Regions from separate parts of the Hordeum vulgare genome. Here region 1 is linked to region 2. The links are chromatin contacts, called in public Hi-C maps. All regions are on one chromosome and are shown on one strand. Each heading gives the region's core, a stretch centred on a gene start, on an enhancer-like site or on the middle of the called end of the contact. The rest is flanking DNA. Distances are from core to core; before and after follow the strand shown. Region 1 holds the start of LOC123398207 (protein RALF-like 33). Region 2 holds the start of LOC123451896.

Region 1 (2,700 bases), core at 150-2,649, 130 kb after region 2:
TGATGTATTTTTTATGTTAAATAATATATTTTACATAAGTCAAATTAACAATCTAAATATACATGCATGCCTTTTAAACTGTTAAACTGTGAAGGAGGGAGTAATACTAGTACTCCACTAAGTAAGTTAATTATCACCATCAATTGATTTATGCTATGACTAAGTAGGCAGGAGGGACAAGCGAGGCAGTGAGCAAACATGGCCTCCACTAACTCTTGTCTGTTGCCCAACCAAACCAAAAAACAACCAACCTCTACGGCCCAAAAATAAACAACAACGACGTGCTAGGAGAAAGAGCAAAATAGCTAGTCCTCCTCCGTCCCTGCCAAGATCTATACAAATTAGTGATAGCACTTGATCTCTAGACACGAAGGTGGCGGATGGTTCTACGCCCTAGATCCACCTGAACGACGTTGTTGAATTTATTTTTCTCCGAAACCAATCTGATCTCCATTCAACAAAAGCAAAGTAGTATTTTCTTAAATCAGACAACAAAGAACCTCAAGTTCATCATCTTACTCCAAGAAGATCAAGGGAAGAGGGGCATGCAAACTTGAAAGAATAACAAATATCTCTTGATATTAAGGCACAAATCTCTCTTTTACTTTACAACAACGACGGCAACAAATGTCCCAGTAGGCCAATACGGCGGCGGAGGCGGCAACCAAAGCAATTAACTAATACAGTACGTAAATAGTAGCAGCAGTAGTATACTAGAGGTACCGCTCGAAGAAGAGCGCGAGAAGCAGCAGCTTATTTGGAACTGAGAAGAGAGGACGTGATCTCCTTGGCTTAGCCGCGGCAGCGTGTGATGCGGGAGCAGCCGCGGTGGTAGGGGTTGGCCTGGGCGCCGGGGCGGCAGTTGTAGTAGCTGGCACCGCGGCGGTTGCATGGGACGGTGCCCCTGCGCAGCGCGCCGTAGCTGATGTAGCCGCGGCCCTGCAGCACGCGGCGGTGCGCCTCGGCCGACGCCGACCCGAGCTCCCCCTCCGCGTCCTCCCCGCCGCACTCGGCCACGGTGCCCCTGCACTCCCCGCGGCCGGGGCCGGCGAAGAGGCCGAGCTGCAGGTGGTCCCCGCCGGCGATGGAGGTGGCGGAGGCGGACAGCGCCGCGACGGCGAGCACTAGGAGGAGCAGCACGAGGCTCCTAACGCCGGCCATGGCGCGGCGCGGAGTCGGCGGCGGCGAGGGAATGAATGCGCGTGGGGGAGGGGAGCGCACAGCGAATCCTTAGCTGGCCTGGTGTGACGAGCGGAGAGGAGAGGGCGGGCGAGATAAAGTGAGGTTGGGAAGCGGCGGGGGTGGGGCTAGTGAAATAGAAAGGGGTCCCCAACCCCCGAGCCAGATAATAAAGACGAGGAGCGCGGCCGCGTTGCGGTGCGGTGCGGTGCAACTGGACACAACTCATGAGATGAGGAGGATGAAGCGTGTAGCCAGAGACTATGGCCATGTGCAGGCAGGCAACGGAGGATGAGACGAGCCGCGTGGTCGTAACAGCGGCATATGATCGCCGCAAACCTTGCTGGATGATTAAACCCAACTAGTATAATCTACAATGGGACAAGGGTTCCTTGTGGGAACATGGAGGATCGTGGGACGGTGGCAGCTTTTCAGGTGGCCTTCCTGTGGAGTTTGGCCACTGTCCGTTGCTTTGCTAAATTTGCTGCTCCTAGATGGTGCCGTATTATTACGCGAATTTCACGAGTACACCAAGTGGATACAAGAGGGGTTTTTGTGTTATGATAAAAAGTTTCGTTTAAAATTGTGCTGCTACCAATAATAGCCTTCGCTTCAAAACCTGATCCTGTTCGGTGGATTTTACAAAGGTGTACTATAACGTGCAACTTTCACGTCCCTTCCCTTGCATACCACGTAGGTATCCTTTGTCAGTGACCGTCATATAACCTTACAAAGGCAGCAACTCTTCGAAATGCTACGTGGTTTTCTTTTTCACCAAAACTTTGGCATGCCAACAATTCAACATGCTACGTGCTTACATGTGTTCTCTTGACCTACTATAGTTTTTCATCTACGTGCTAGCCTCGACAGCACTCTTGCAATTCAGATTGAATATGAGGCCGGTCATTCTTTCTTTATTTCTCATATTCCTATCTTCTTTCTCCAAGGAATTTCTTCTTGGTGTCTACGTTTTGATTGCAAAATGGTCAACTTGCCGATGGAAAACGGCTTACTCCCTCCGTCACAGTTTCCGCAAGTCATACGAATTAAATACTACTCGATGAGATTTTGAAAGAGCATCTATGGTTGTTTTGTTCCTGGGAAAGCATTGTTTATGCGGTGATATGTGCACTTTGTTCACTCATCTCTATACTTTCAAGTCTGAGGTTTTTTGATGGAGTGGCACTTTCGGGGCCTCCTTGGTACAAACAAAATTCATGAGAATTTTGTAGGATTCTACCCGTTAGGAATTCTTCCTGTGTGATGTGCTTGGTTCGTAGGAACATACAAATGGTACAAACTTTATATGGACTGCCTTGCATACAATCTGATTGGCAAATTCATGCATAATTCTTGGCAAATTCACGCATAGTTCAACTAAACAACATCTATGACACAGTGTGTTCTCAATTCACGTATAATTCAACATTCTATGATATTCCTGCAAAAAAATAAATTTCTATGAGATTTCAAATCCTACATTTTTTTTCTATTTTCACAATTTGTAAATAGCGTGAACCA
Region 2 (2,700 bases), core at 145-2,644:
TATCAGTGAAGTTAGCACTTCCAAGGAAAGCTTCCCCTCCACTGAGCTTCAGCATCAGATCACCGTTGAGGAGTTTTGCGCTTTTCTCTCGGCCCCATACTATATGCTTGCTGAATTCCTCAGGAGTCCAGCATTCCTCTTTTTTAGCATTGAAGTTGCCATGGAGGACTACAACCTCAACCCTAACCGAAGAAAGATGACCGAACCTGACGACGTTCGTCTGGTCGTTTTCGAGGTTTTCAACCATGGCCACCTTGAGAGCTGATCCATCCTTGGCTTCTAACTTCATCATGGTGTAAACTGGTTTTAGATCATTCAAGAACATGAGCTGATACCTCGGACGGTGGCTCCGGCCAGCTAATAGCCTACATATATAGCTCAAAAAATTACCATCAAAATTGAGCAAATGGAAGCATATTGAGGCAGCTTAGCATGTATGTTAGGAGCAGTGAGACTGACTTGAAACATTTTGTAAAATGGATCTAATTTTATCATGAGAAAGGAGAAGTATATCTCCCACCTTGGAGGCGCTGCTGCTGCACTGAATTGTCTGAACATGGCTTTCTCTACCTCCTCTGAAACCTGAAATATGCAGATGTGAGAAAGGTTATAATTTTTCCAGATGATATTGAGAAGAAGACAAAGATTATCAAGAACAGATTCGTATGTTTGGCCTTTAGCTGTTATAAACGTGAATATATCAAAGTATCACAAATGAATAATAGGCCTTTCTTTTAGCTGTTCCTTTACAGATATGAGAAGCACACACAGGTACTACTAAAAATTCTCATAAATAAATCAAAAAGGGCATATGGGGACAGGAAGCGCTTTGTTTGACCAAGTGCCTACCACTCTCTGAACCATGTTGCTGAAAACCGGCAGGAACATGGCCATGAACTCCTCCCCTATGATCCCTCTGAAGCCAAACACTCCCTGACCCATGGTCCTCCTCCCCCTCACATGCCTGCCACCCAAACAGATCAGCTCAGGATCGCATATGAACAAGGTAATTAAGTTGACCAGCCGTTGATTTGATCCCAAGGATGGAAATCCAGAGGCGGAGACTCACATGACGAGTGATGTCCAGCGCTTGCAAGGCCGGGAGAGCTCGCCGCCGTCGCCGGAACATGGACGGGGCCGCTTGGAAGAAGCCATTGTGGAAGAAAGGGAAGGAGGAGTCCATTGGCAGGGGGTCTGATATAGATGAGGAGGAGGAAGGGGGCAGGAAATGGAGGGCGGGGGAAACCTGCAGGAAGAAGCTGGGATGGTTCCCTAGTCTCAGCTTCTTTGGATTTTCTTTGGCGGCGTTTGAGTTGCCTATGCTTTTACAATACTACTTGACTTGTGATTGTCAACGGCGGATCCGCTTCTTCTTTGGTACTTTCGCCTTGCGTTTTGTGGCAGTGCGTTTGGAACGTTTTCTTCTTCTTCTTTCCTTTGTAGTTGACGATAACAGGCAGCTCAATGTACATATTTTTCTACTATTTTTTAATGCAGTTATATACCGCCGGAGCTTCCTCTGCAGTTTTTAGCAAGATTAATGCACTGAAAATGGGCCCCTGTCACGAGTGGGGCTGACAAGGCGTAGAAACATGCATGTCGGTGATTTTCTTGGAAGAACCATCGCGCGGAAGGTTTCTTGAGCTGATCAGTTCATGGCCAGTGAACCGCCGCAACCCGACTAGTACAGATCTGAGTGGCGGGCTCACTTCGTCCACTAGTGTTTGCTTACTATTTCTGGACTCTTCAAAGAAGGTTCACTTAACTATACACTGTCACCAAGGTGAGCAGAGCACCTGGATCATTGTCGCCGGCCAGCTGGAATCGAGTGTACCGGCAGAGATCTCTCTAACTTTTTCTCTAAGTATTCCCTCCGTACCACAATACTTGTTGTTCTAGTTCTCTTCAACAATAAGTATTTTAAAAAAAATTATAAATGATGCACGGTTTTGTTCATAGTTCACGCTAAACATTGTTCTTTATTATATCATGCATAAATTGTTACCCTACTGCTCGCTCCTATCTTTCTATCATAGAGGAAATCAAAACAACTAGCACGTCGAGAGGATAAACCCCCGCGTCGCCCCCGCTCGGACGACTAGGGCAGGACGAAACCCTAGTCGTCGGGGGCTCTCCTTCCTTCCCTCCCTCCATTTGATGCTCCAAGGGAAGCCGCCGGCCTATAGCCCGCAGGCCGACGGCGGTGGTGGGGGCCTCCCTCTCTCCTACGTCATGGGGATGGTGCGGAGCCCTGCGGCGTGAGGAGGCACGACCGATCTGGCCTTGGCGACGCGGCGGGTGTTCCTGCCTTGACCGGCGGCGGCACGATGGCTGACTCTGCCTCGGGCGACAATGGTTGAGGGCACGACGGATGGCCTTTCGGGCAGCAACGTTGGCTTTGTTCGGCGACGGCTACCAGATGTGCGACAATGGGCCATCTGACCCCGGATCGACGGCGGCGACGCAGAGGGCCTGGCGAACGGGTCGGCGCCATGCGTGGTCTGGCCTCCGAACAGATATGATATGGCTGGTACGGCCTACTCGCTACGTGATGGCTCATATCGGTGGCAACCCATGCACACGATGCTTGATGGAGGTTCATCGAGCGAATCCGGGTGAAAACCTCGTTCTCAGCTTGTTGTCAAGACTAGCGATGGCGGCACTCTTTTGTGTTGTTGTCTTCTTGAAGGCATCGCCGTG

Evidence for each region. A called contact is a pair of places that touch in the nucleus more often than the background predicts.
Region 1: a Hi-C map of leaf shows a contact between it and region 2, with 2.6 times the contacts expected there. The contact joins the promoter of LOC123398207 here to the promoter of LOC123451896 in region 2. A contact is called at or near these places in 3 of 6 Hi-C or Micro-C datasets (leaf and seedling) and 1 of 1 datasets of contacts at active chromatin or transcription factors (embryo).

The regions. Positions count from the first base shown.
Region 1 is chr5H:116,259,744-116,262,443 of MorexV3_pseudomolecules_assembly, forward strand. LOC123398207 (protein RALF-like 33) reads right to left here and starts at 1,400. Exons shown (of 1, transcript XM_045092706.1): 1 at 554-1,400. The coding sequence starts at 1,161. The coding sequence ends at 793.
Region 2 is chr5H:116,130,633-116,133,332 of MorexV3_pseudomolecules_assembly, forward strand. It overlaps LOC123451896, which reads right to left and starts at 1,395. Exons shown (of 10, transcript XM_045128445.1): 1 at 1,070-1,395; 2 at 850-964; 3 at 521-582; 4 at 1-365. The coding sequence starts at 1,155.